Linked DNA regions of Mus musculus: region 2 is linked to region 1. Evidence: chromatin contacts called from public Hi-C data. All regions are on one chromosome and are shown on one strand. Each heading gives the region's core, a stretch centred on a gene start, on an enhancer-like site or on the middle of the called end of the contact. The rest is flanking DNA. Distances are from core to core; before and after follow the strand shown. Region 1 holds the start of Dgat2 (diacylglycerol O-acyltransferase 2). Region 2 overlaps Mogat2 (monoacylglycerol O-acyltransferase 2).

What was found. A called contact is a pair of places that touch in the nucleus more often than the background predicts.
Region 2: a contact with region 1 is called in a Hi-C map of liver, with 4 times the contacts expected there. The contact joins the enhancer-like site here to the promoter of Dgat2 in region 1. A contact is called at or near these places in 12 of 39 promoter capture datasets (the 3T3-L1 cell line, 3T3-L1-derived adipocytes, embryonic stem cells and 6 more), 1 of 15 datasets of contacts at CTCF or cohesin (liver), 49 of 484 Hi-C or Micro-C datasets (the AML12 cell line, the C2C12 cell line, the C3H10T1/2 cell line and 27 more), 21 of 115 datasets of contacts at active chromatin or transcription factors (Th17 cells, bone marrow-derived dendritic cells, bone marrow-derived macrophages and 16 more) and 3 of 9 other capture datasets (adipose tissue, liver and pancreatic islet).

Annotation. Positions count from the first base shown.
Region 1 is chr7:99,181,435-99,185,020 of GRCm38.p6, reverse strand. Dgat2 (diacylglycerol O-acyltransferase 2) reads left to right here and starts at 2,308. Exons shown (of 8, transcript NM_026384.3): 1 at 2,308-2,629. The coding sequence starts at 2,509.
Region 2 is chr7:99,222,909-99,226,178 of GRCm38.p6, reverse strand. Mogat2 (monoacylglycerol O-acyltransferase 2) reads left to right here. Exons shown (of 6, transcript NM_177448.4): 3 at 2,474-2,678; 4 at 3,012-3,186. Among named protein-coding and RNA genes, the nearest start is that of Mogat2, 14 kb to the left of the region's middle. Within about 2 kb of position 1,313, at least 33 of the 459 cell types and tissues checked have an H3K27ac peak or open chromatin away from gene starts, as enhancers often do. A contact at or near this core is called in the AML12 cell line, adipose tissue, beige adipocytes and 6 more, where this site is marked.

The DNA of each region.
Region 1 (3,586 bases), core at 1,059-3,558:
CACTTGACAAGTCACTGCTAAAGGAAAGACTACACCCCAGGCTTATAACCTTCCAGATTAATCTCTGCCCATCGGACAGTAGCAGAGGTAAGTGAGTTTTTCATGGGTCCTGGCACAAGGCCTCCTCTACAGAGATGCTCCTGGAGCAGGAATGTGCCATACAGTGACCCGAGGTCTTCCATGCTGTGTGTGTGTGTGTGTGTGTGTATGTTTGTGTATTGTTCTGCCCCCCATATATATATATATATATATATATATATATATATATATATATATATATATACCTCTCTCCCCCCACAGTTGTTGCACAGCATACATCCATCTCGAGTCTCCCGTGAGCATGGCATGCCAGTAGCTTTCCCTTAGTTCCATAAAATGACCTAGGACTACCACAGAGCATCATCATGCCCTAGGATCTTTTTCCTTCTATTTATGGTTGACTCAGTTCTCTGGGTTTGGTAGTATTTTCTCAGTGAGATTTGTGCCCCACCACTCATCATGCAAGTGTTTCTAGGTTTCACTAATGGCATTTGTCACAGGCCCTGGGACTTTCTCCCCTCTTCAGGTAGAACTCACCTCCTTTCTTTTCTGCTCTTCCCCAAGGCCCTATTGACCTAGACCTTACAGTATGCAACCCAAAGGTGAGCCACACCCCAGTCCTATCTTTTTTCTGAAGGGCATACCTTTAACCACTGCCTTTGCTTGAGATTCTCCCACTCACCCAGCTCCCCACTGCAACCTGTCCTCACGTTTATTTCTCATACTCTGTCAAGAGGGATCCTACAATTCATCTTACCTCTTTCGTTTCTTTTAAGGCTCTCCCAGAACCCAGTCCCACCCCAAAGTCTTAAGAGAGACACTGGAGGATTTTCTAATCCCATGTCACTGCAGTCTCCATCTCCCACGTTGCCAGGACTACAGTCTCTATGGTCCTGCCCCAATCCAGACATGCTGACTGATGCTGCCCTTCGGCTTGTGCTCACACCCTCATTCTGCGGAACTCCTCTTCCTCTGTGGGCAATGGGAATGAGTCCCAGTGCCTGTAGTGAGCTTAGTCCATATACCTCAGTTCCTCAATTCTCAAAGCCTCTCACAATACAATCACGGGTGTTCCCGTTTTTACAGATGTGAAAGAAAACTGAAGCTGCAAACTGCGAGTGGTGGCACATGCCTTTCACTCAGCACTAGAGTCAGACAAAGGTGCATCTCTATAAATTCAGGCCAGCCTAGTCTACATAGTGCCAGGACAGCCAGGGCTACAAGGAGAAACCCAATTTCTAAAAAGAGAAAAGAAAAGAAAAACCAAAACATCAACATTCACACAACCCTCAACCCCACACCCTGCCCCCCTCCGGCAAACCAAGCCAAACAAAAGACACCCTGAAGTTGAGGAAAAGAGAGGAAGAGAGGTCTGGAACTGGGCTTGAAGTCCATCACTCACTATGCTTGTAGTATTGCCTTTGTCTTTGGTGTTTGGAGACAGGGTCACTATGTAGCCTGGGCTGGCTTCAAACTCTTGCATACATACAGGAGAGGGAGGGAGAGAGAGAGAAGAGGCGAGAGAGAGAGAGAGAGAGAGAGAGAGAGAGAGAGAGAGAGAGAGAGAGGAGAGAGAGAGAGGAGAGAGGGGAGAGAAGGGGGAGAGAGGAGAGAGAAGAGGCGAGAGAGAGAGAGAGAGAGAGAGAGAGAGAGAGAGAGAGAGAGAGAGAGAGAGAGAGAGAGGAGAGAGAGAGCGAGCTGCTAGGATTGTAGGATTACAGGTAGTAGACTCCATCGCTCTAGGTTCCTTCCTGATAAGACTCAATCACTCCTATTTTTTTGCTGGTAAAAGGAAAGGCTGCGGCACTTGGGTAACTGTCAGGTCCAGCTGTAACCTAACGAATTCCAACACTACTCACTGCAGGCTAGGCCTGCCCAAGGAAAGCACAGCCAAAAGGGACACAGGCACCCGCACGGTCCGGATCGTCCCGCACGTGCTCAAACTCCCTGCCCACGTTCCAGCTGCTGGACCGTACTAACGTCTGAGAGAGAGGCTTGGGAGAATGACAAGGCGGTCGCTGGGGCAACCAGGAGTAGTTTCATACACCGGGACTCCGGCTCCCTTGCCCGTATTCTATAGACTCTGAACCGTACAGTTCAGGCCATGCTGCCTTCCTGGGCTCTGTGCATAGTTTATCGCCGGGAGTCTCACCCCCTACAAGAACATGGCACAGTCCGGGGCGGACCCTTTTGCCCCGCCCTATAGCGTCACGACCCGCCCCGTTGTGAGGTTATAAAGTGCGCGCGCAGCGGCGCTCGGCGCCGTGGCCGCGCTTCGCTGGCTTTCTGCTCATCTAGGGTGGCAGCGGCTACCTACCTCAGCTCTCGCCCTGCTGCCGCCACGGCCTGGGCGCTGTCCCTCAGCTCCCGGAGCTCAGCGCGAAGCCCTGGCCCCGGCGGCCGGGGCATGGGTCAGGGGCGCGGCGTGAGGCGGCTTTCTGCACGGCCGTGACGTGCATTGGCTTCAGCATGAAGACCCTCATCGCCGCCTACTCCGGGGTCCTGCGGGGTGAGCGTCGGGCGGAAGCTGCCCGCAGCGAAAACAAGAATAAAGGATCTGCCCTGTCACGCGAGGGGTCTGGGCGATGGGGTGAGTGTCAGTCATCCCTAGGGCTTTCATCCTGAGGGCACCCACAGCAAGACGACTTTCAGGAAGGGACTTTGGCCAAAGCGTGCTGCCCTGTGCTGGACGGACGGCTAGCTAGTTCAGGTCGGAGTCCCAGACAATTATTTCCAGTTTTTAAAAGGTCTCGCCTTGTAGCCTAGGCTGGCTTCCAACTCTTAATCCTCCTTCCTTGGCATCCCAGGTGCTGTGATTGCAGGTGTGCCACTACAACTAGCTTCTCTTTAGGGGAACTTGACTCTTCTGCATCCTGTCATTTGGTTAAGGATGAGGCAAGATTCATGCTTAGCTCGGCTGGTTACCCAGTTTGAGCCAGGCAACCTGGTATCCTAGGCTAGCCTGGCTTCATTCTCCATCCTGGTACTCACTAATGTTGCAACACGTGTTACATCACTTGCCATCCCCCCAGCTGCTGAGGGCGACACCACCCACTCAGCTCAGTTAGTAGTGATATTTCACTCTCCAGCCCCCAGTACTGATCTACCTCACAAGGTGGAGCAGGATTTGGCTGGGAGGAACTGGATGGGGCAGGGTGGTAAGTAGGGTTTTGTAATCCCCTGAAACAGTCACTGGATGGAGAACATGCCTGCCTGGAACCAGGTGTGCCCCAACTGCCCTCTGCCCCAGCTTTTGTGGGCCAACCCAGACTGTGAAGCCCTCACAGCGCAACCCTGAGTCTGACATACTTAGAAGAGGGGTGGGAAACCCTTGGATTTTTTTCGTTTGTTTAGTCTGTGTAACAGCTCTGTTTGTCCTGGTATTCTATAGACCAGGCTGGCCTTGAACTCACAGAGATCTGCCTAAGTTGATTATCCTTCTAGAAGTTGTGTCTGCCTTCAAGATAGAACCGAGGCCTTCAGTGAATGGGGAAGGGGGGCATACAGTTCAAATCACACCTCAGCCTTTTCCATACAAGGCAAAGCA
Region 2 (3,270 bases), core at 64-2,563, 42 kb before region 1:
ACCAGCACTCAGTGGGACCACGGCCATCCTCCAGGGCATACACTTGCACGTGTGCACGTCAATACGTACGCAAATGTCAGTTCACAGGGTCCCCATGCTCGCCAGGATATTTCTCTCTATGCAAATGCTTTACTGTCATGGGTACAATTGTTCATTTGTGCATGTATTTATTTAAAGTAGTAATGTGTTCTTGTTCAAAATCCAGGAGGACAGAAAAGCAGGTATAAAAAGACTCCATTCTAGGGCCGAGGAGGTAAAGCACTTGCCTCACTTGAAAGCCTGAAAACTTGAATTTGATGCCCAGTACAAATGTAAAAATGCCAGGTGTAGTGGCCACCTGTAATCCTCTCACTGAGGGGGCAGAGACAGGGAGGATCCACAGGGTTCACTGGCTAGATAGTCTAGGACATACTCATCACCCCAGGTCCCATCCTTGGGAGCATCTCTGAGCATCAGTGTTTGGTGCAGTCATGCTCAGTGGCCGTGCCCTGCACTCACTGTCCTGCTCCTGGCTGCTCACTTGACATGTGATCTCAGCTTGTTTCATAATCCTCTCTGGCTGTAGTGTCCCTTGTGTGCCTCATTCCCGGTTTGTCCAGACAAGCCCTGTTGGTGGACATCTGTGTGGAGGACAAGTTTCTGATATTAACAAACACCGATTCTTCCATGAATGACATCGCTCAGATGGCGTTTGCCCAAAGTGCAAGCAATTCCATAGGCTAAACCCCTCAGCCGTGAGCTACTGGGATGCAAGATCCATTCTCTTTTGTTTTGCTTTCATAAATTTCCATTTGTTTTCATAGAGGGGCAGAATTTACATAGCAAGTGTTCCCACGTAAGGAATAAGGAATGACCACCTTATCCTGGGATAGTGCCTCTTCCAGTGGCAAAAGCCAGAGCTCTGACTCCACTGGGTTTCCAACATCTCCTAGGTCCCCTCTGCACTAGGGGAGGGGCTGGACTTCGTGTGGGAAGGCAACAGCCCCTCTGCCTGTGGCTCCTGCAATCCTTCTTGCAGTACCTGTGGTACTCTGGAGGGGCTTGGGGACCCTGTGTGGTAAGGGTTTTCATAGGTCAAGTCAAGATCAAGGACAGGAGAATTGGGAGCTCTAATGCCTGGATGGGCAGACAGGCTCAGGACCCCGTGTTTACTCCCAGACTGCTGAGGCCAGCTGTGGCCCTAGAGGCAGCAAGAAGAATCCTCAGGGAGACTGCTACTGTGGGAGTTTCAGCTTGCTGACAGGATAGCTGTTCACTTGGCAAAGCTTAGTCTGTGGAAAGTACTGCCTCTCTCCCAGGGGGTGCAAAGTCCATGCTGCTGGTCCTAACAGGAGGCCTCCTGCCCAGGGATCAGCCAGGGGGCTGTGACCTGCTCACTACTCCCATGACTGTGGCTCCCAGAGCAAGGGGCAAACAGGTTCCTGGCAGTGAGAAAGGACTGCTCCCACCTGTAACATGGCCTCCAGCAGTGATCTTTGAATGTAGATAGCACCCAGGCAGAGCAGTGTGTGTGTGTGTGTGTGTGTGTGTGTGTGTGTTTGCCTGCCTGCCTGTCTGTCTTTCTGTCTCTGTCTGTCTGTCTGTCTGTGCCTGTGTCTCTATGTGTCTGTGCATGTCATGGCCCACCAATGGAGATCAGAGAACAACCTAAGGAGTCAGTCCTTGCCTTTCTCCTATTTTGTGACAGTCTCTGTTGTTTCCTCCCTGTACTTTCTTTTGTCTTTTGAGTGAGGTTAAGATGGGGTGATGCCTGCATCGTGGCGCCCCCATGTGGCCCTCATATCCTTCACTTCTGTCTTAGCTACTTTTCTATCGCTATGAAGAGACACCATAGCCAAGGCAACCTATAAAAGAAAATATTTAACCGGGGCTTGCTCAGCTTCGGAGAGTGAGTCCATGGTCATTACGACAGTAAGCACAGTGGCAAGCTGGCAGGCATGGTGCTCGAGCAATAGCTGAGAGCTTATCCACAAATTGGAGGCAGGGAGAAAGCCAGACTGGGTCTGATGTGGGTTTTTAAAATCTCAAAGCCCACTTCGAGTGACACACCTCCTCCAACAAGGCCATGCCTCTTAATCCTTCCCAAAACAGTTCCGCCAACTATGGACCAAGCCTTCAAATATATAAGCCTATAGGAGCTATTCCCATTCAAGCCATCACAGCTCTTACCCAGTAACCAAGAATTCCAGTCTCTTTCTGCCTAAGCCTCTCAGCAGAAGGAACAGGGTCTTCCCGGGACAGGGCCAAGTGTTCCAACTTCATACATAGACATCAGGTGAACAATTTGCCCAGAGCCAGCACCCAGTCTGAGGGCACCCATGTGTTACCCACTGTCCCACACAGCACCCATCTCTGTGGAAGCATCCAGTATACTCAGGATTATGAACATCTTGAGACTCAGAGGCCCAGACTGACACAAGCCAGTAGCAGAGCCAGGACCTGCTGTTCATCACCAGTTTACTGTCTCTTGCAGTTGGTCAAGACAGCTGAGCTGGACCCTTCCCGGAACTACATCGCGGGCTTCCACCCCCATGGAGTCCTAGCAGCTGGAGCCTTTCTTAACCTGTGCACTGAAAGCACGGGCTTTACCTCGCTTTTCCCGGGCATCCGCTCCTATCTGATGATGCTGACTGTGTGGTTCCGGGCCCCCTTCTTCCGAGATTACATCATGTCTGGGGGTGAGTCTCTACCCAGCCCCAGGTAGTCAGGAGGAAGCTGGGTGGATAGGGGGATCTGACAGAGGACTGTCAACAGCTCTGTGTTTCTTTCAAGAACTTGCTCAGTAACAGCAGAGGCCCAAAGAGACCCAAAGAATATCCTGCATTTCTGTTCTGGGAAAGCCCATGACGGGTTGGGAGAAATTAGAGAATATAGAGACCCCAGGTGGTGCAAGGCATTGTTTGGGAAATCATGGCTTCTGTGGGCATTGTGATGGTCTTTCTTGGGCTGTACCCATCTTCACAGTCCTGTCCCCTTCACCTAGTATCTGACCCACCTTGCTCTCTCCCCAGGGCTGGTCTCATCAGAAAAGGTGAGTGCCGATCACATTCTGTCCAGGAAGGGCGGCGGGAACTTGCTTGCCATCATCGTTGGGGGCGCGCAGGAGGCACTGGACGCCAGGCCTGGAGCCTACAGGCTGCTGCTGAAGAATCGCAAGGGCTTCATCAGGCTCGCCCTGATGCATGGGTATGGAACTCTGGGGACAACACTGTAGGCTCATTGTAGGTTTGTGTTGTGTTGGGGAGACAGCAAAGATGACTGTAACTTCTA